2 separate regions of the Mus musculus genome follow, and region 2 is linked to region 1. A link is a contact called in public ChIA-PET data. All regions are on one chromosome and are shown on one strand. The core of a region is the stretch at or near the end of the contact, and the rest is flanking DNA. Distances in the headings are between cores, read along the strand shown.

Region 1 (3,497 bases), core at 930-3,429:
GCTTGTGACTTGTGATGTTGTTTTAAAGTCATGTGGAACTTTACCACACTGCATACCTCCCACACATCTACTGTGCTCATATCATGAGACAGGGGTGGGTCGTCAGGAAGAGCAGAGGGGCCAAAGAAACTGACAGCCAGTGGGACTTGCCAGAACCAGGGTGCTGGGCCCACATGGATTCTGGCACGGTTGGACTTTCCCAGAAAAGAGGTCCTGGTACCCAGAGACCAGGACAGCATCAGACTTCAGGGTTATCCTTCCTCTTTCCAGGGCGCTGCCTACGACCCTAAGGCAGAGTTTCCCATTGACTACGGGACAAAGTGTTTCTATTTGCCTGTAGCTTTCACAGTTCACAAAACTGGTAGCTTATCTCTTGAGATAGGCACTCCAGGAACTGGCATCCCACACTGGTGTGCAGTCAAGGCACGCGGAGTCAGCGTGCAACAGAGTACAGAACACTCTGGAATCCTGTCCAGAGTCCAAGGTCCCTGCCACAAACCAGGAAACAGGCAGGTCTACAGTGTGGCCTGCAAGGGGTGAGATGGTTTAGGGCTGTTCAAGCTCAGTCTCTTTCTCTCTCTCTCCCTCCCTCCCTCCCTCCCTCTCTCTCCCTCCCCCCCTCTCTCTCTCACACACACACACACACACACCACACAGAGTTGCACCCCTGAGGGACATCAGCATCAAACCCATAAGAAAGAAAAACAGGCACCACAATAGAGATTTTTAATTTGTGTGTTATGAATACATGTGTGTGGTGTACACACCTATGTGGAGATGTCTACACACCTGTGTGTGGTGTTCACACCTATGTGGAGATGTCTACACACCTGTGTGGTGTGCACACCTATGTGGAGATGTCTACACACCTGTGCGGGGGGTGCACACCTATGTGGGGTGCCTACACACCTGTGGGGGGGTGCATACCCATGTAGAGGTGCCTACACACCTATGTGGGGTGTGCACACCTATGTAGAGATGTCTACACACCTATGTGTGGTGTGCACACCTATGTGGAGATGTCTACACACCTGTGCGGGGTGTGCACACCTATGTGGAGGTGCCTACACACTTGTGTGTGGTGTACACACCTATGTGGAGATGTCTACACACCTGTGTGTGGTGTGCACACCTATGTGGAGATGTCTACACACCTGTGTGTGGTGTGCACACCTATGTGGGGTGCCTACACACCTGTGTGGGGTGTGCACACCTATGTGGAGGTGCCTACACACCTGAGTATGGTGTGCACACCTATGTGGAGATGTCTACACACCTGTGTGGGGTGTGCACACCTATGTGGAGATGTCTACACATCTGAGTATGGTGTGCATACCTATGTGGAGATGCCAACACACCTGTATGCATATGCAGAAGCGGGAATAAGGTATTGGATGTCTTCTATCTGTCACTGGTTATTCCTTTGAGGCAGTGTCTCTCCCTGAACCTGGGGCTTGCATCTTCTCTGCTAGATCGAAGCCAGCAAGGCCCGTTGATTTTTTTCATGCCGTCTCACCCTGCCCATCTTGAGCTGAGGTTGCAGGGAAGCACAGGCTGCCCAGTTTGCTACGTGGGTGCTGGGATCTAAAACCCAGTCTTCTTTATTGCTCAGAGAAGGCTCTTGACCAATAAGCCATCTCTTCTCCCTCTCTCTCTGTCTCTCTCTGTCTCTCTCTGTCTCTCTCTCTCTCTTTCTCTCTCTCTCTCTCTCTCTCTCTCTCTCTCTCTCTCACACACACACACACACACACACACACACACACGAAGTAGACTGTAGGCTTTCTTTTGTGGTCTTCGGAGACATCAGCGTCACAGACGGGTCAAATCAGCAAGTCTGGGAGACTCTGTATTGACTTTCAGAATGAATTACATACTTTCCTTTTTCCATCCTTTTCCTCCTCTGCATCACGAGGTTTGGCATCTTACCACAGCACTAATCCAGATCTAAACACTCCAGGGAATCCCAGTGTGTCAGTGTGGCATGCCCTTCAGAGGTTTCTAATCTACACAGAACTCAAGAAGAACTGCCTCACACAAAGAAAACTTCTTCAACAGGTTTGGTGACTCTCACTGCTCAGGGGAGCCAAGTCCAGCATTGGGCATGCCTGGGCTGTCAGTCACTCGTCGGAGAATGGCAGGAGCCCAGCCCCTGAGCTAAGCCTGTGACCAGGAAATGCTCCATGCAACACACAGACCTGGGCTTTCCTGCATGTGAACCTGGAGGGCAGATCTGTTTTACAGAGGCTGCTGATAGAGGGCAGATTTGTCTTACAGAGGCTGCTGATGGCTTTCCAGGCCTCAGTCTTAACCCAAGAAACAGGTCCTGGAAGTCTCAGAAGCCTTGAAGAAATAGAACAAGCAAACAAGCAAAGAACAACAACAAAAAAGCCAAACCCCAAACCTGCAAAACCAACCCTGCACTTCCAATGCGTTCACTGGGATGCTTGGCTTTTTATCCTTGCTTTCATGGGGTTTCCTGTCCTTTTTTTTTTTTTTTTCTTAAAAAAAAGAGGAGTTGGAGAGACAGCTCAGCTCTTGCAGAGGCCCTAAGTTTGATTTCCAGGCCCCACATTAGGCAGCTCAGAACTTCCTGTAACTTCAACCTCTGTGGGTAGCTGTACTCGCATGTACATACTGCCTCCCCCCACCACAAACACACACACACACACACACACACACACACACCTCGCCACCCAAAAGGCATAATGAAGCCTAAACGAAATTACATTTTACAACTATTGATGTGAAGACAAATATATAAAGATGCTATTTTATCCCACTTTAAAGTACTTTTCCTTTCTTCTTTGGGGTGTGTGTGTGTATGTGTGTGTGTGTGTGTGTGTGTGTGTGTGTGTGTGTGTGTGTGTGTGTGATCCCTCAGAGTGCTGGGGTCACAGGCATACATTGGGCTATTCCGATGTGGATTCTGGGGACTCAGACTCAGGTTCTGTGCTTGTGTAAGTATTTCTATCCACTGAGAAACCTCCCTAGCCCCAAGTATTTTCTTTATCTTGTTTTGAGACAAGACTGTCACGTATCCAAGGCTAGGTTCTAGTGTTGAGATTACTGCACCACCAAACCCTGTATAGGCAGTGCTGGGGGATCGAACCCTAGATTTTGTGTGTGCTGGGCAAACACTCTACCAACTGAGCTACATCCCTGCTCCCCTCACGTAAATATCTTACAGGCTCTGGCATTGTCCTTTATGGGTCTGATGTATAAGTGGGTTTCTGTCCCACAAACACTACTTCACAAGCCCTCTGATAGTGGAAAGGAAGGCAGGGCCCACTCACGAAAGGAGATAGCTGAGATAGAGAGGCCTCTGCATGGTGACACAAAAGGCTAGCCTGGGAGTGGGCAACGTGACCCCTGAGTAAGCTGGAGTCGCTCTTCCGCATCGTTCCATCCTTACAAAACTATTGTCTTTTTCGTGGTTCTCTGACATTTGTTCATAGGAGATGTGTACGTTTCTGAAACCTTTTTTTTGTTTGTTTTTA
Region 2 (3,992 bases), core at 1,167-3,666, 240 kb after region 1:
TGTGCTTATGGTTACTCCACTAGGAAGTACATAGAGTATCCTGCGCTTTGTTCTAGGGCTGACATCAGTTTCTTTTTTTTTTAATTTTTAATTGGATATTTTCTTTATTTACATTTCAAATGTTATCCCCTTTCCCGGTTTCCCCCACCCAGAAACCCCCTATACCAACCCTCCTCCACCTGCTTCTATGAGGGTGTTCCTCCACCCACCCACTCCTGCCTCCCTGCCCTGGCATTCCCCTACACAGGGGCATCGAGTCTTCACAGGACCTCTCATTGATGCCTGAAAAGGCTATCCTCTGCTACATATGCGGCTGGAGCCATGGGTCCCTCCATGTGTACTCTTCGGTTGGTGGTTTAGTCCCTGGGAGCATTGGGGGTCTGGTTGGTTGATATTGTTGTTCTTCCTATGAGGTTGCAAACACTTTCAGTTCCTTCAGTCCTTTCTCTAAGTCCTCCATTGAGGACTCTGTGCTCAGTCTAACAGTTGGCTGTGAGCATCTGCCTCTGTATTTGTCAGGCTCTGGCAGAGCCTCTCAGGAGACAGCTATATCAGACTCCAGTCAGCAAACACTTCTTGGCATCCACAATAGCATCCAAGTTGGGTGACTGTATATGGGATGGATCCCCAGGTGGGACAGTCTCTGGACCTCCTTTTCTTCAGTCTCTGCTCCACACTTTGTCTCTGTATTTCCTCTCATTGAGTATTTTGTTCCCCCTTCTAAGAAGGACTGAAGCATCCATACTTTGGTCTTCCTTCTTCTTGAGCTTCATGTCTGGTTTTGTACCTCTCAGTGTATAGGATGGCCTGCTGCATCAGCAAAGACCAATTCATTGTGATCGGGTTAGGTTCTGCCCCCAGGCCTCAGGAGCCACACTCAGGAGTTCCTGTGGCCTCAGTCTGTGAATTGTATCTTGGGTATTCTGAGATTTGGGGCTAATATCCACTTATCAGTGAGTGTTTACCATGCATGTTCTTTTGTGATTGGGTTACTTCACTCAGGGTGATATTTTCTAGTTCCAGCCATTTGTGACAGCAGATGCTGGCAAGGATGTGGAGAAAGAGGAACACCCCTCCCCAATTGTTGGTGGGATTGCAAGCTGGTACAACCACTCTGGATATCAGTTTGGCGGTTCCTCAGAAAATTGAACATAGTACTACCTGAGGATTCAGCAATACCACTTCTGGGCATATACCCAAAGATGCTCCAACATATAACAAGGACACTTGTTCCACTATGTTCATAGCACCCTTATTTATGATAGGCAGAAGATGGAAAGAACCAAGATGTCCTTCAACAGAGGAATGGATACAGAAAATGTGGTACATTTACACAATGGAGTACTATTCAGCTATTAAAAACAATGACTTCTGTCATCATTTTTAAGCATGCCGTTGCTGCTGATGCTCTGCAACTTGGTAGTTCCCATTCTCTCTGCAGGAACAGAAGCTGGATAGGACCTTGGAGCATGCTCAACCACACCTCTTATTTTACTGATGAAGAGCCCAAGACTTGGAGCAGGTTAGTGGCATCACCAATGTCACACATCAATGAACAGCAGACCCTGTGTTTAATCTGTTGTGTCTGGATCTTTTCTCGTCAATGATGCTTGTATTTTGCTTGATGGCTGCCATCCGAGGACTTCCTGCCTCACTTTTTTTTTTCCTTACCCAGAAATGTGAATAGTTCTCACCTCAGATTGCCAGTTGTTGCTTCTGATTTTCAAGCTGAAGTACTCAAGTCTGACCACCATCTTCAGTCTGTGGTTTTCTCCCACTTGCCCCCACCACTGAGGTGACAGGAAGGAATGAAGGTGTTGGCCTTGACTCCGTGGTTGGCTTTCTCTGACGCTTAGCAGCTTCAGACTCTAGTCCGTCCCGGGCTCATGGTGGACCCAGGAGACTGCACCTGTTTTCTGGAAGGACACTAATCGTCACCTTCCTTAGGGTGACTGTGTTTCTCTTAGTCTCTGTCACTCATGGAGATGGCAATGCTGAGGCCACAGGAACTCCTGAGTGTGGCTCCTGAGGCCTGGGGGCAGAACCTAACCCGATCACAATGAATTGGTCTTTGCTTAGTGATGCAGCAGGCCATCCCTTACACTGAGAGGTACTGTAATGATAACTAATGCTATGGACCAACTTGATTAGGCAAGCGGATGACAAAATAGCTGAAGGGAAAATACTTTTGGTGTATTGTTATGCACAGTCTGGAAAAGGATCTACAGATGCCATATTTTCAGTCCCGGAATGAGTGAGTTTATTAAGTATAAGCAAGAAAAAGTAAAAGACTAAATGACAAGCGATAGGTAGTAAAATGTCATCAAATTGGGCTTTCACTTTGTCTCCTCTATATCCACCTCCAGACACTCCAAACCACCCAGCTTTTGCACAGTTGCCTCTGCATCTCCAACTTTGCTGTTGAGGCTCCCTCTGCTGGAAGGCTCTGTGTCATCTTTCCGTCGCTACTTGCTTCCTACCCTTCCCTTCCTGTCCCCTTTCTTAATGACAGGATCTCAGGCCAGGGAGGTCTTTAGATTACTATGTAGCAGGTCCTTCCAACCTTCCTGTTTCTTCCTCATGAGCTTGCCTGCTGCTGGGATTATCAGTGTGTGCTACCACATTCAGCTAGCTCTTGTATTTCAGACTAGTCCCAAGCATCATTTTTCTTCAGCTGTTGTTGAGTTGCTTCCATTCAGAGCCAAACCATCCCTGCTGTGCATGGGGAGGTAGGTTGCACTTTGATTTTAGGGGGTTCCTTGAGCTTCCAGTAAGCATTACACTGTTGTGTAGACCTTTAGTGTAATGCTGAACATTTGCATTCCTTGTGGGAGTCTGCAGTCTTGGTTTATGGCATGCGCACTGTGCCTTTATGGTTATCTCCCAGTGAAACTGAGGCCCAAGATACTGAAAACCTTTCATATAGACATTTCACAATTATGTGACCCATCGGCCAGGGGTTGAGTTGTATCCTGCCTGATTCCACTGAGCAAAGACTCTTGGAAGCTTGTATTCAACATGGCTTCTAGATGGTCCTGTGTGCCTTTCCTCACTGTTGAGTTTGCTTTGTGCCCTTCCACAGTGACATCATAGCCACATGAATGACTCTATGCTGAATCCTCCATAAAAGTCACGGAGCTGGCTTGTCTTGGGACTCTCCACTGCACGTACCACACACCTCACGCAGATTTCTCACATCAAATTCTCACACTTTCCAGTACATTTATTTATGACTCACTTTGTCACAAAGGGTGGGTCTGTTCTATCCACCCTTGTCACTCCTCAGTTAGCAGGACACTGGGTTCTGCTGCTCAGCAGAGGACAGGCTCCCATTTACACAGACTAGGAATCACCTCCAGAAGCCACAGTTGCCACTGAAAGTTGCCCTGGAAGGATGTTAGAAAAGGAACCTGACATCAGTGCAGATTTGGGCATCTCCTTGAGCCCTTGTGGCAGCTGTCTGTCTATCAAGACATCTTCCCTCCAGGTGCTGACTCTGATACAATGAGATCCATATCAGGCATATTTGGAAGCCAGCCTGGCTTAAATGTCTCATTCCCCAGCCTATCAATTTCTTCTTTTTTTGGAGGCAGGGTCTCACTGTCTGGCCTTAAACTTACAGAGGTCTGTCTGCCTTTGCCACCTAAGTGCTGGAATTAAAGGCATTGTGTCACAGTGGCCAGCCACCCATATTGTTTTGGTAACCACCATATGGGCACAACTTCCACAGATTATATCCTTACACCTATCAAGATGGCCAAAGTCTTTGGCTTTGGGGGGGATGATACTTATTTGTATGCATGCATAGATATATGCACATGCACACACATATGCCCAAGCATTCATGTGATCATAGGACAACATGTAAGAATCTGTTCTATTACATTGGTTCCTGGGATTGAACTCAGCATGCCAGGCTTAATGGCAAGTGCCTTTATCCACCGAGCTGTCCTGCTGACCCAGACATGGCTTCTTGCCAGAAAGTATAGTTC

What was found. ChIA-PET counts read pairs in DNA pulled down with a chosen protein or histone mark.
Region 2: an RNA polymerase II ChIA-PET map of memory CD8 T cells shows a contact between it and region 1, with 9 read pairs. The contact joins two enhancer-like sites. A contact is called at or near these places in 5 of 115 datasets of contacts at active chromatin or transcription factors (embryonic basal ganglia, embryonic stem cells, forebrain and 2 more) and 3 of 9 other capture datasets (adipose tissue, liver and macrophages).

The regions. Positions count from the first base shown.
Region 1 is chr11:109,553,248-109,556,744 of GRCm38.p6, reverse strand. The region is part of intron 11 of Arsg (arylsulfatase G); the gene reads right to left. Among named protein-coding and RNA genes, the nearest start is that of Gm39442, 23 kb to the left of the region's middle. Within about 2 kb of position 2,179, at least 63 of the 459 cell types and tissues checked have an H3K27ac peak or open chromatin away from gene starts, as enhancers often do. A contact at or near this core is called in memory CD8 T cells, where this site is marked.
Region 2 is chr11:109,315,550-109,319,541 of GRCm38.p6, reverse strand. No RefSeq gene overlaps it. Among named protein-coding and RNA genes, the nearest start is that of Gm39441, 19 kb to the right of the region's middle. Within about 2 kb of position 2,416, at least 7 of the 459 cell types and tissues checked have an H3K27ac peak or open chromatin away from gene starts, as enhancers often do. A contact at or near this core is called in memory CD8 T cells, where this site is marked.